Regions from separate parts of the Pan troglodytes genome. Here region 2 is linked to region 1. The links are chromatin contacts, called in public HiChIP or PLAC-seq maps. All regions are on one chromosome and are shown on one strand. Each heading gives the region's core, a stretch centred on a gene start, on an enhancer-like site or on the middle of the called end of the contact. The rest is flanking DNA. Distances are from core to core; before and after follow the strand shown. Region 1 holds the start of ST8SIA1 (ST8 alpha-N-acetyl-neuraminide alpha-2,8-sialyltransferase 1). Region 2 holds the start of KCNJ8 (potassium inwardly rectifying channel subfamily J member 8).

The links. HiChIP or PLAC-seq counts read pairs in DNA pulled down with a chosen protein or histone mark.
Region 2: an H3K4me3 HiChIP or PLAC-seq map of stem cell-derived excitatory neurons shows a contact between it and region 1, with 4 times the contacts expected there. The contact joins the promoter of KCNJ8 here to the promoter of ST8SIA1 in region 1. A contact is called at or near these places in 1 of 7 Hi-C or Micro-C datasets (stem cell-derived neural progenitor cells) and 1 of 1 datasets of contacts at active chromatin or transcription factors (stem cell-derived excitatory neurons).

What each region holds. Positions count from the first base shown.
Region 1 is chr10:73,198,405-73,204,220 of NHGRI_mPanTro3-v2.0_pri, reverse strand. ST8SIA1 (ST8 alpha-N-acetyl-neuraminide alpha-2,8-sialyltransferase 1) reads right to left here and starts at 2,188. Exons shown (of 5, transcript NM_001037303.1): 1 at 1,953-2,188. The coding sequence starts at 2,188.
Region 2 is chr10:73,747,064-73,752,879 of NHGRI_mPanTro3-v2.0_pri, reverse strand. KCNJ8 (potassium inwardly rectifying channel subfamily J member 8) reads right to left here and starts at 2,282. Exons shown (of 4, transcript XM_009425751.5): 1 at 2,184-2,282; 2 at 1,247-1,384; 3 at 1-374. The coding sequence starts at 304.

The DNA.
Region 1 (5,816 bases), core at 939-3,438:
TCTCTGCTGTTTATCTAGTCACGGCATACTCAGTGTAGAAATGCAGAATTCTACTCTGAAGCTCAAACTTATTTCAATAAGCAATGGTGCCTTTTACATGCTTTTACAGCCACTAACTTTGAGGGATATGTGTTTAGGTAGTTTTCATAGTGTGTGGATTTTAATAAGTAATTCTCTGCACATAGAGACCAGACCAAATAACAGCCAAACACACTGAAAATTACTCCAGGCTACAGAAAGCAAGGAACAAATGTGTCTCAGAAACTATCAGCCTGTGTGTCTCAGAATTTGAAGCATTTTCCACTTGATTGTGTCCTCCAACAAGAAATCTATCCTCTAAGAGGGCTTCATTATTCCTCCTCCTATATTAAAAAAATGGACTCTTTCATTGCAAACCAATGGGAAGTTCTTAACTCATTTCCTTAGATCACTTGAAATGAAAGTGCTTTCTGTCTTTAGGGAAAATAATTGCTGGATGTGATGCCTTTTGCCTGCTTTTGAGTCCCACAATCAATACTGTGAAGGAAAGAAAAAATTAACCCTTAGATACTTTTAGGAAGAGTGAGGTTATTTTTAAATTCAATGATGATAGAGTTCTAAAAAGGGAGAAGGAAAGTCCTCCCTTCCAAGGAGAATGCAGTTGCCTTCCTCTAAACAAATTGGCTCTGTTATCTTTTTAATCCTCTTTCCAGGAGGAGGCCTGAGAAGGAGATGGAAACCATATGTTTAAAAAGTTTTTTAAAATGTATAGATGCTCCTGAATATTTGTAAATAACTGCAGTGAAAAATGTTTACATTAGAACTCACCTGCCCTTGCACTGATTAGAAAGATCCTCTACAGAGCAGAGGAGATCATTTCCAACCACCCAGACCACTACAATCACAGGAAGAAGCCAACAGCAGCATCTTCAGCCCTAGAGACTAAAGGTGAAAGGGGCACCTCGCAGTGGTGGAAGCACCCGTGTGTTCCCTCAACATGCCTGGGGAGGTGGAGAGGAAGGGGAAGCAGCTCTGCCTTCCCTCCAATCTAACTACACAACCCCTGCTGCCGTAACTTATTTTTAGACATTTAATCTAAAATTCCCAGAAAGGAAGCGGATCTACAACCTCTGAGTGATCCTCAGAGTTCTGATTTCCAACCTGGCTTGGGGATTTTGTTTGTTTTCTGACTTCAGGTGCCTACTTAAAGTACATCTCCCATCTTCCAGAGGCATCCACAGCCTAAGCCAATAAAAAGAGCTGGGAGCTTTGGAGCTTTAAGTGATGAAAAATCCAGCACCCACAGGTCAAAAGTAATGACCTTGGGGAAGTTACTCATCCTTCTAAAGAATCAATTTGTGGTCAACAAGATGAGATAATAATACTAGAAAGCTGTTCGAGATTTCAACACAAAAATTGCACAGTATCGTCTCTTAGTAGGATGTCAGTCAGTACTATGCACTTGCTGTGGGCACACTGCGCAAAGCTGCGGGATCCGTCCATGTATCTACTGCCCATCACTCCGACGTTGGGAACTTATGTTACCGACTGTGCACTCCACCTCGGGGAGATGCCTTTTACCTGCTTCTTGTTCCCTACAGCTTCAAATGTCTGCAGAGCCCAAGAGGTAAATTCTCATTAAGTGCAAGAGACTAAGTTATCCTGGGTTCTCCTTCCCTCTGTTTTGTTTATCCGTAAATTGTTAAATAAAACTCCGCTTTGGGAAGAAATGCGTCGAGTCTTTACATGCGCAAAGCAGGTGTCTGCACATCTCTGGGGATCAGGGGTGGGGAAGGAACCCTGACTAAAGTCTCCAGGTTGGGAATGGCACAAATGGAGGGAAAGGACATGGAAGAGCGGATGAAAGGGATGCCTCTGCGAGGCGGTGCAAGGCGGTCCTCGCCGGTGACCCTGTCCTCTGCACTCGGGGAGGAAAGGACGCTAGAGGGGAGGAGCCGCGAGGGCAGGAGTACCTGAACGCTCTGGCCGCGGTCTGGTTCCTCCTCCACGCCGTGCCCTGTTGCAGCACCCCCTGCACGATCTCTTTCTCGTTGGGCAGCCGGTAGACGGGGAAGATGTAGAGCCAACAGAGGACCACGACACAGAGGGCACTGGCTCCCATGGGCAGCCGGGTCCGCGGGAACTTCCACGCCAGTACAGCCATGGCCCCTCTGGACGTTTGTCGCCGGGCCCGCCCGCAGGGGCTCATCGCAGCCCCGGCGTCCCAGGGGCGGGGGCCGGGGCCTCAGCACAAAGCTAGGCGAAGTGGCAGCGGAGGGTCCCCCACCGCCAGCCCCCCATGCACACACACCTTTGGTTCTCTTACTTGCAAGCGCACGCACGCTTCTTCGGCCCGGTCGGCCCCAAAGGTCAGCGCAAGGATTTTTTCAAATGCAACTTTTCCAAGGATTTCTTTCTAGGGGAAGTGGCTGGGGGTGAAGTCACGATCTATGGCCATGGTCGCTTCCCCTGCAGAAGGCGGGCGCTGGGGTCTCCGAGTGCGCAGAGAGCGGCGGCGGCGAGTCGCTCCCGCCGGTTCTGCAGCATCACGGTCGCCCTCGGCGAGGGTCCGGGAGAAGGCTCGGCTCCCTCCCAGACATTTGGCCCGTGGCGTCCCCTTGTCCCCTCCGAGCGATGCTCCTGCGCCCTTCGCCGCCTCCCGCGCTGCTGCGCCGCCAGGCAACCCCCCCCCACCCACCCGCCCCGAGACGCGCTCTCTGCGCCGCACCAAGTCCTTGGAAATTTCCACGACGGCCCGGGACCGCTATCCTGCCCCGGGCTCCTCCGCCTCGCCCGCCGGGACCCTCGCTCTCCACCCCTCCCGGAGAAGAAAAGAACTCGCTCTCATCAGTTAATTCAGCGGCGCGCCGCAGCCTTCCGCTGCGCCCCGGACTTCGCAGACAAACGCCCAGGGATTGGTGGAAATCAAGGTCTCCCCCTCCCTCCCCCACCCGCAAAATTGCCTCCTTCGACCCGATCCGAGCCGCGACACTCGCCCAGAGCGCGCAGCCCTCACTCGTACCCTTGTTCTTTGGAGATAACGGCAGACAATAAAAAACAACAGCCCCCCGCCAATAGAAATATATCAGTCCCTGAGTGTGGCGGAGACTGGCTAATATCCTGATCCTTCGACAAGCGGCCGGTGTGCCCAGGCTGTCACCCTGCTGCCGTCACCCTAGTCTTTCTCTAACTGGTTGGATATTAACCCGCAGCCAGGCGCGAGGAGGCTGGCGGAGATTTATTCCTTCCTGGGCCCCCACCCCCATTAGCCGGTCCCGGACCCGCGGCCCGTGTGTGTGTGTGCGCGCGCGCGCGCACACACACACACACACACACACGCACACACGTTCACGGGCGCAAGCGAGCGCGCGCACGAGGAGGTGCGTGCACTCCGGGGTCCTCCGCCTCGCCTCCTCCCTGAAAGGAAAGACAGTGCTGCATCCAGATGTGCAGGCAGCTGGTGCCCAAACACTAGACCTCAAGATGTCACATTGCCTTGGAGGCGCGCGGCCTTTTAGATTAAAGGACCGTTGGTTCTTAGACGTCCTTCTTGCCCTTCTTGCTTGTGATAAGCGATAAGCTTATCGCAACCCCGACCTTGGAAAAGCGCCACCCGCCTTGACCCACCGAGCCGAGAGAGTCGCTGTTAGCCATTTCTGCTCGCCCCGGCGGCCGACGCATAGCTCGGGTACCTCCTAGCGGTCGCCTATTCTATTTGCTTAAGCATCTCGTCAAGCATAAAGTGTGCAAGGACAAAGAAGAAACCTGGTCAGCTTAGTCATCACGAAAACAAAATCTAAGGCTATAACTCCATTTGTTCAGCCGACCAGGCTGCGGTGCCTGGTATCTTTGTCTAGCATCCGTCTCCACTGAGAGGTGGAACTTGAGAAGTTGATGCAAAGTTAGTTTTCGAAAAGCGAAGTAGCATCCCAGATGACCACTTTAGTGTCATTTTCTCAACAATACTGTGCTCTTAGTTGAGTGACCTACTGCCCTCCACCGGCAGGCATGCCCCAGAAATCTCTGTCCTACTTAGGTAAATCAGTAGAGACAGGGGAAACCTTGAAATCCCAGTCACATCTTACCACAGTGGAGGCTGATACAGATTCTTTAAAATGAAGATCATCTTAAGTCCTGCAAAGTAACCAGCCAACTCTCTTCTATCCTGGAAAAGGGGAAGGGAAGGGGGGGCTTTTCCTACTTGCCTGGGCTTTGGATAAATCATCTGCCATCTTTGATCTTATAATTTAAGTAAAACACAAACCATTCCCATTTTTCTTCCTCAAGTTCAAGGGGTATTTGTAGAGTAAATAACAAAGAAATAAACTGACAAACAAAACTAAGGCATATTACAGTTATGAAGGGGCTATGTAAATGTTTCCCTATTTAATATCATAAGAATGCATTAAAGTCATGCTTTATATCAAAAGATCTGTGTGACACAATGTGCTGTTTTTCTTTCTTCTGCAAACTAAGAATTCTCTTACCTTGGTGGGCTTTTGCCCACCCAACAATCCAAACTTATTCCCTACTTTTTCTTAACATGAGCACCAAATCTAATCAGGTCATCGCTCTCACCCTTCCAAGTCACACTACATTGGTCCGTTCTCACATTACTATAAAGAATACCACTGAGACTGGGTAATTTGTAAAGGAAAGAGGTTTAATTGACTCACAGTTCCACATGGCTGAGGAGGCCTCAGGAAACTTACAATCCTGGTGGAAGGCAAAGTGGCATGTCTTACTTGGTGGCAGGCAAGAAGGAGAATGTGTGTGTAGGATGAACTGTCAAACACTTATAAAACCATCAGATCTCGTGAGAACTCACTATCATGAGAACAGCCTGGGGGAAACAGCCCCCACGATCCAATCACCTCCCACCAGGTCCCACCCTGGACACAGGGGGGTTACGGAGATTACAATTCAAGATAAGATTTGGGTGGGGACACAGAGCCAAACCATATCACACACAGGTCTCAGTTCTGTCACAGTGTTGTGATCCGCTCATGTGATGTGTGTTTGTTTTTGGTTTTTTTTTCCTCCCCATGTATAAATCCAGTGCATTATTCAAGACCAAGCCAAGTTATCTAGAAAGTTCTCATTCAATAATGTGTTCCCAGGACACCTAAAACACAGACTTTATGAGAACTCAATAAATATTTGTGGTATCTGCTTCTACTCTCTTTGACCTCCTGTTCTGATGTCATAGTATTTGCTGGCTCTGACTGATGATTAAACACTTAGTTGTGTTGTGTTGTGTTGTGTTGTCTTGTATTGCTAGTATTTTTCATATATAACTATGTCTCACCAACTAGGCAGGAAGGGGAGTTTTATGTGTCAAATGAAAAGCCTGTGCTTTTGATCAAATTAGGACTCCACAGGGCATGGCTAAGTGTCTAGGAGAAGAGCAAGAACAATATTTCACATTTTCTTCATGTTCCTCCAGGTATCAACTCGGGCACTTCAACAAATAATTGTTGCTTGGTTTTATAATGAGATCCTCAAACTTATTCAGTCTATTGCCAAGGCATCACTGTTTAAGGAAAAGTATGAACCCCCAAGTTTTAATGTTTTAAATAAAATATTTTAATTGATATTTAGCCATCTTGTTTGTATGACTTATAGTAAGTAGCTTAGGTATTCTTTTATACTTCTGCATCTGAGTATGCTTAGCGGACACAAACAGGATTTCCTCAGGGACTAAACAACTTTTAAAACTCTATAAATGTGTAGTAGAAAAATGTAAAGGCAGGAGTCCAGATTAAACAGAATTGTCAGTGATTTGAGATAAAATTTTAAAAGGTCAATCTTCAGTCTCTGCTCAAGTTCTTCTTGTC
Region 2 (5,816 bases), core at 1,033-3,532, 550 kb before region 1:
AGATGTCCCCGTGGGCAAAGGCCACCAGCCACCACATGATAGCGAAGAGCAGCCAGCTGCAGAGGAAGGACATGGTAAAGATGACCAGCGTGTGGCGCCATTTCAGGTCCACCAAGGTGGTGAAGATGTCCTGTAGAAAGCGTCCTTGCTCACGGATGTTCTTATGCGCCAGGTTGCAGGCCCCGCTCTTGGCGATGAAGCGGGCTTTGGGGAGGCGGTCTCGGATGCGCGGCTTGCGCAGGTTCTCTGCGGCGATGCGCGCCAGCACATACTCCTCCGGGATGATACTCTTTCTGGCCAACATCGTCCTGTCACCATAGCCAGCTTAGCCACCTCCCTCTCACCTGCCTCTCCGTCCCTGGACACCCGTCCTCCTGCACGAGGGAAACATTCATTAAAAACTTAAAAACCCACCCTATCCTCATCTCTTGGGTCCTTGTATTCAAGGATATGTCTGTACATGTGCGAGGTGACATGCAAAACCAAAAATGTGATTTTTACTAACCCAAACATGAATCTAGCTTGTGCTTCAGTTCTGGGATCTCAGAAAAATTACTTGGTTTTAATAAAAAGAACTGTTTCAATTTTTCTTATTCTGAGTACATATGGACATAGCCTTAGTTAAACAAAACCAGGAGCCTTCCGGTAAACAGCAGGCTCAAAGATAATTCTCTGCGATTAACCGCGTCTGTAAATTAGTGCAAGGCTACAGCACGTGGCGTCAGTCATGAAGATTAAGACCAGTTGGGTGCACGATCTACTTATTAAAGTACTTAGATGATGTAGCAATATTAAAAGTAAAGAGAGAAAATTCTTCCTCCGTTATTTTTAGAAGTAAGCAAAGGCCATGACTCCTTGCGCAGTCTAAATAACGTGTACTCTGACAAAATTATAATTAGTGGTGTGCTATAGAATTTATAAGTTATAAGAATTATTTTAAATGCGAAAGAAGTATGAGTTGCATCTAAAAAGAGTTAAAAAGGTTCCTGTGGAAATCATAATATAAATTGAAAACTTTTTTTTTTTTTTTTTTTTTTTTTTTTTTTTTTTTACAACGAAGGAATCAAATATACAAGGTGCGGGGGGGAAAAAACCCAAGACAACAGCCTGCGGGTTGCAGTAGGGAGTGTGCCCCGAAAAGTCCATCCATCACTGCAAGCCTCTGCGGTGTTTTGCATTTTAAATCATTTACGGGAACACGGACAGCCTCCCCCCTCCCCTCCCCCGGAGCAGCTTTGAAACTTACAGACTCCGGGTAGCGGGCGCGGCGGCTGGACCTCCTTGCACACGCCGGCGGGCCGCGGGCAGGTCCCTCGCTCTCCCATGCTGGCGCGCGGGACCAGGGGCCGCCCAGGCCGGAGGGACAAATTGGGGGCTGCGTGTCCTAAGGAGAAGAGTTAAAATAATAAAAGGTGCAACTGAATCTAAACGCAGGGAGGGCTAGAGGAAGGGGGATGGGTGTAGATCTTCCCCTCCCCCTGCTCAGCTCAACTCCCTTGGCCACTTCAGTGGAAGGAGGAGGAACTGGGGGGGCGGGGGGGGGGCGATGCTCCACAAATCAGCCTCCCAGTTAGGGCTTTGACGCACGCCAGACCTCGGAAGCCGACGTTGTCGCGGAGTAGGGGGCGGGCGGGGAGGGGGCGAGCGCAAGTCCCCGGGAGGTAGGGAGCAGGCCAGAGGGAGGGACGACCCGGGGGAGGGCGGGACCTGCAGAGCCAGCTCCTTTCCAGTAGCCGCGACCCCCTGCCGCCAGCGTGACACACAAGTCTTTAAAAGGCTCTCTGCTCAGGGGAGAGAACTTTCTGAGTCCAAGTTCACTGACGTAAGGAGATTTAATTTTAATTTTATTTTGTAATCTAGGTAGATAACTGGGCTACTTCATGATAACTGGGCTACTTCGGACTGAATAAAAGCAGAGAGGTCAGAAAATATTCTTCCAAAGCGTTCAAGCTGTGGGCACACACAATTATTTACATTAAATTTACACCTGCTAGGAGAGATACAGGTGGAAGATGTTCTGAAACCCACTATAGTAAACTATTTCTTCACCAGCCAAAGCCAGTTCTCAGGGAATTAAACACACACACACCTCAAAACAGCGACTGCCCCCCACCACCCCCGGCCCCTTAAGGAAAAGAAAGAAAAAAAGAACCACTGACTGGCTCCCAATGAAGAAATTTTACCCCAAACAGGGACGGCCGTTAACACTTCAGCGCTGATAAGGCCAGGTCATTCGGTCCTCAGTAATTGGTTGCTTTCTGAAATGTTGCAGCTTCTTCCTCTGTCTAGATGGGTCTGAATGATAAAACAGCATTTGCGCACAAAAAAGGTTATACAATAAACATCTATAGCTTTTTGAAAAGGAGCCAGCGAAGACAAATGTGCTTTTTCCCACAGGTCAAGCCTCCTGATTTTGGCACTTGCGTTAATGGAAACTTTAATTCTTGGAAGTTTCACGTATTTTCCAAGACTCGGGCCGAAAGTGTATGGAGCATAAACAATGTATTCATTTAATTAGCCAAAGACCTAAAATTAGTCTTTAATGAAGGCAAATTTAGAACTTTTTTTTTCTCCTTGTGGTTAGATCTCCTTAACCCCTGTAAGCCCAGGATCCTGGTTTGTTAGTGGTAGTCCTCTTTTCTACTGTCATTAATTTTTGCAGTAATTTATGTAGTATAATAGTTTTACAAGTGTGTGAAGAATCAGTTTGTATAGTCAATTCCCGCCATTGTTCTATTTTACCTTTGACTTTGTACACATTATTATTCATTATTTTAGCCTGGGGAACATTTACTGAACACCTTTGTAAGCTTTTTTTAGGTTTATATGTCTAGTGATATATAAATATATGTCATAGTTGTTGCTTTTAAGAGGCAGTTGTAGTAAGAGAGAGATTCTCTAATACAAGCAGGGATGTGATTAGAATAGGAAAGGAAATTTTAAAATGCCATGGGAATTCAAATGAGAGATATTTAAGAGTAGGAGACTAAGGAAAAATCCATGGATTATTTGGCATCTGATCTAGGCTTTGTAAGCCTAGATATATTTAGGGTATACAGAAAAGCAGAGAAAAGACAGCCCACGTCAGCACTGATTAAGCCAAGTTGGCTACACAGCAGGATTGGACACTTGAGTTCAGTGCTCCCTGAGCAGGCACTGTTACCACCTACTCTCAATACTTAATGAGATTTTCATGTACTCGTCACTCCCATTCCCACCACTCCTGTACCCCCTCCCTTAAACTGGGGACTGCTAGAGGGCAAGGCTGTGACTTGTTCATCTTTGTAGCAAGGCCCTAGCACCATTTAAATTATAAATGGGCTCAAAAAATATTTTTGAATCAATGAATGAAAAATACAAAGTTGAAAAAGCATATTGGGGCCTTAAAAAATGCATAGACAGCCTTAAATGCTCAACAAAAGAAGCTGAGGAGTCCTCAGTATGTAGTGGTAAGCCATGGAAAGATTTGGATCAGAAAACTACACAATAAGAGCCTGTTTTAAGAGGATTGATCCAGAAGCAGAGAATATAATGGCTTTAAGGGTTGCATTTCTTGAGTATAGTCCCTCTGGGCTCCAAAATTCTGTAACTGGCAGAAGAGGGTGCTGGAAACTGTTACATTAATTCGAGAAGGAATGAGGTCTTGGGCTAATAGGTAGCATCAGTGGGCACTATACAAATACATACAAAAGGAATGTTATACAGAGTCAATATTGGAAAAGGGAAAAGTCAGAGGTGACTGTGATGTTTATCATAGTAACAGAAAAATAGTAAGAAAATTGGAATGAGAAGAGCTGAAGTACTGTGGAGAATTTATGAGAAGATTTGCAACAAAAAAAAATCCATATCTGAATTCTCTGAAAATTCCGTTCTTTTGGTATAATACATATTTCAGACTCTTTTTTTTTTCAGTGAGATGTATTCTTCCAAATACGCAATTTTAAATTGTTTTGACTTGCTTTCATAACAGAATGTCATATTTTTATTAGTAATTTAACTTGATTGATTCAAAATCGGCACATAATAAAGATCAAATTTGAAGAAATTAATAAGTAAATGTTTGACAATAGTAGGCCTAAGAACAAATAGTAATCATTTTTAAATGGTAAAGAATGTGTGCTATAAGAATATTACAGATATATATTTTTCTTTGTATTCCCTTTCTACATTGTTTCCTTAAGCAGTGTATGTCTTTGTCCTTCAACTAGTTTTTCTGCCCTAAGTGGAAGCTGCATGAGAGCACATTGTTTATTATCACCACACACCCAGGGTCTCAAATTGTTCCGAGATCCCAAGAATAGGTACTCAATAAATACTTGTCAAATGAAAAGAAGTAGGAATAGTGTTCAAAACATGGTATTTCTCTCTCTTGCATTTTCTCTCTCATCTCTCTCTACCCTTCATGGTTTTGCAACTATTTCTCAGAACCCACATAGGAAATGTGAACTTTTGGAATTCACTTTGCAGTCTGTTTCTATAGCTGTCTGCAAAAATTTTCTTATTCTCACTTTTCTCTTTACTATATTGCTCTACCTTTAAATCAAGCTTGTCCAACACGTGGCCCGCGAGCTGCATGCAACCCAGGAGAGCTTTGAATGCTGCCCAACACAAATTCGTAAACTTTCTTAAAATTATGAGTTTTTTTGTGATTTTTAGCTTATCAGCTATCGTTAGTGTTATTGTACATTATGTGTGACCCAAGACAATTCTTCTTCCAATATGGCCCAGGGAAGCCAAAAAATTGGACACTCCTGCAAAATTATCCATTTCTCCCTTCTTTAGCAACTTCCCTAACTTCCCTAATTGCTCTAAGTCAGCAATACTTAAACTTGTCTGGCATTTGCTAGCTAAGTTTCTCTTTACAACTTGATTTTAAGCTTAACTGACATATACCTCTATCCCCCAAAAGTCTTTCTGGACACATAGTAGCTGCTCAATAAATATTTATTATTGACTGACCTCTAGCTCTCCCTCATATTATGGTCCAAACAGTGAACATTTAAATTTGCCTCTGGCTGAGAAATTGGCAAAAAAAAATCAATTAATTTTCAAGAGCACATTTACTACTTAGGGCTTATTTTATTCATCTGCTTATTCAATCACTATATGCTGTTGTCCACTAAAAGTTAGGTATATTTTCTTAACTGTTCAATAATTTCCTTAATTGTTCTTTCAGGAGTGAAAACTAATTTGCACACTACCAGAGGAGATCAGTAATAAGTTTAGAACACAGCTAATTTTATTTACTATTATAATTTTCTTGAGTATGCAGGAATCCTGTTAGAATTTACTCATGTTGCAGAAATTTATGCAATTAAAAAGCAATTAAAAGATATTGGTTCAGTTGTAAGTCAGCATCTGCCAGGTTCCTTTTAGACCCTATGAGCATTTTCTTTGGGTTTCTGACATTCTCATTCTCTTAAGAAACAAAGCTTGTCAAGTGCCTTCAGACAAGTAGAGAAAATATTAGGTTGATGCTTTTCCTAATTGTCTGCTGCTTTGATTACTAAATGCAAATCAGTGAAGTTTCTGAAAGTACCCTTGAGAGCAAGGGTGAAATTCTTGCAGTTGTTGACTTTGCCTTTGACATGACTTGTAGACTTCAAACTCTTGGATTTCCTGAGCCATATTAGACTTAAAAATTTGGAGGGTCTTCAAAATGGCAATGGAAACGAGTCATGTTAGCTGACCAAATAATGGTTGGTCTATTTGCTTAGTATGCTGCTTTACTAGTGTCCTCATATAAACCACTTTGGAACATATTGCTTTGGAATCAACTTAATAAAATTGTTACATAAACTAGTAATCAAAACAGC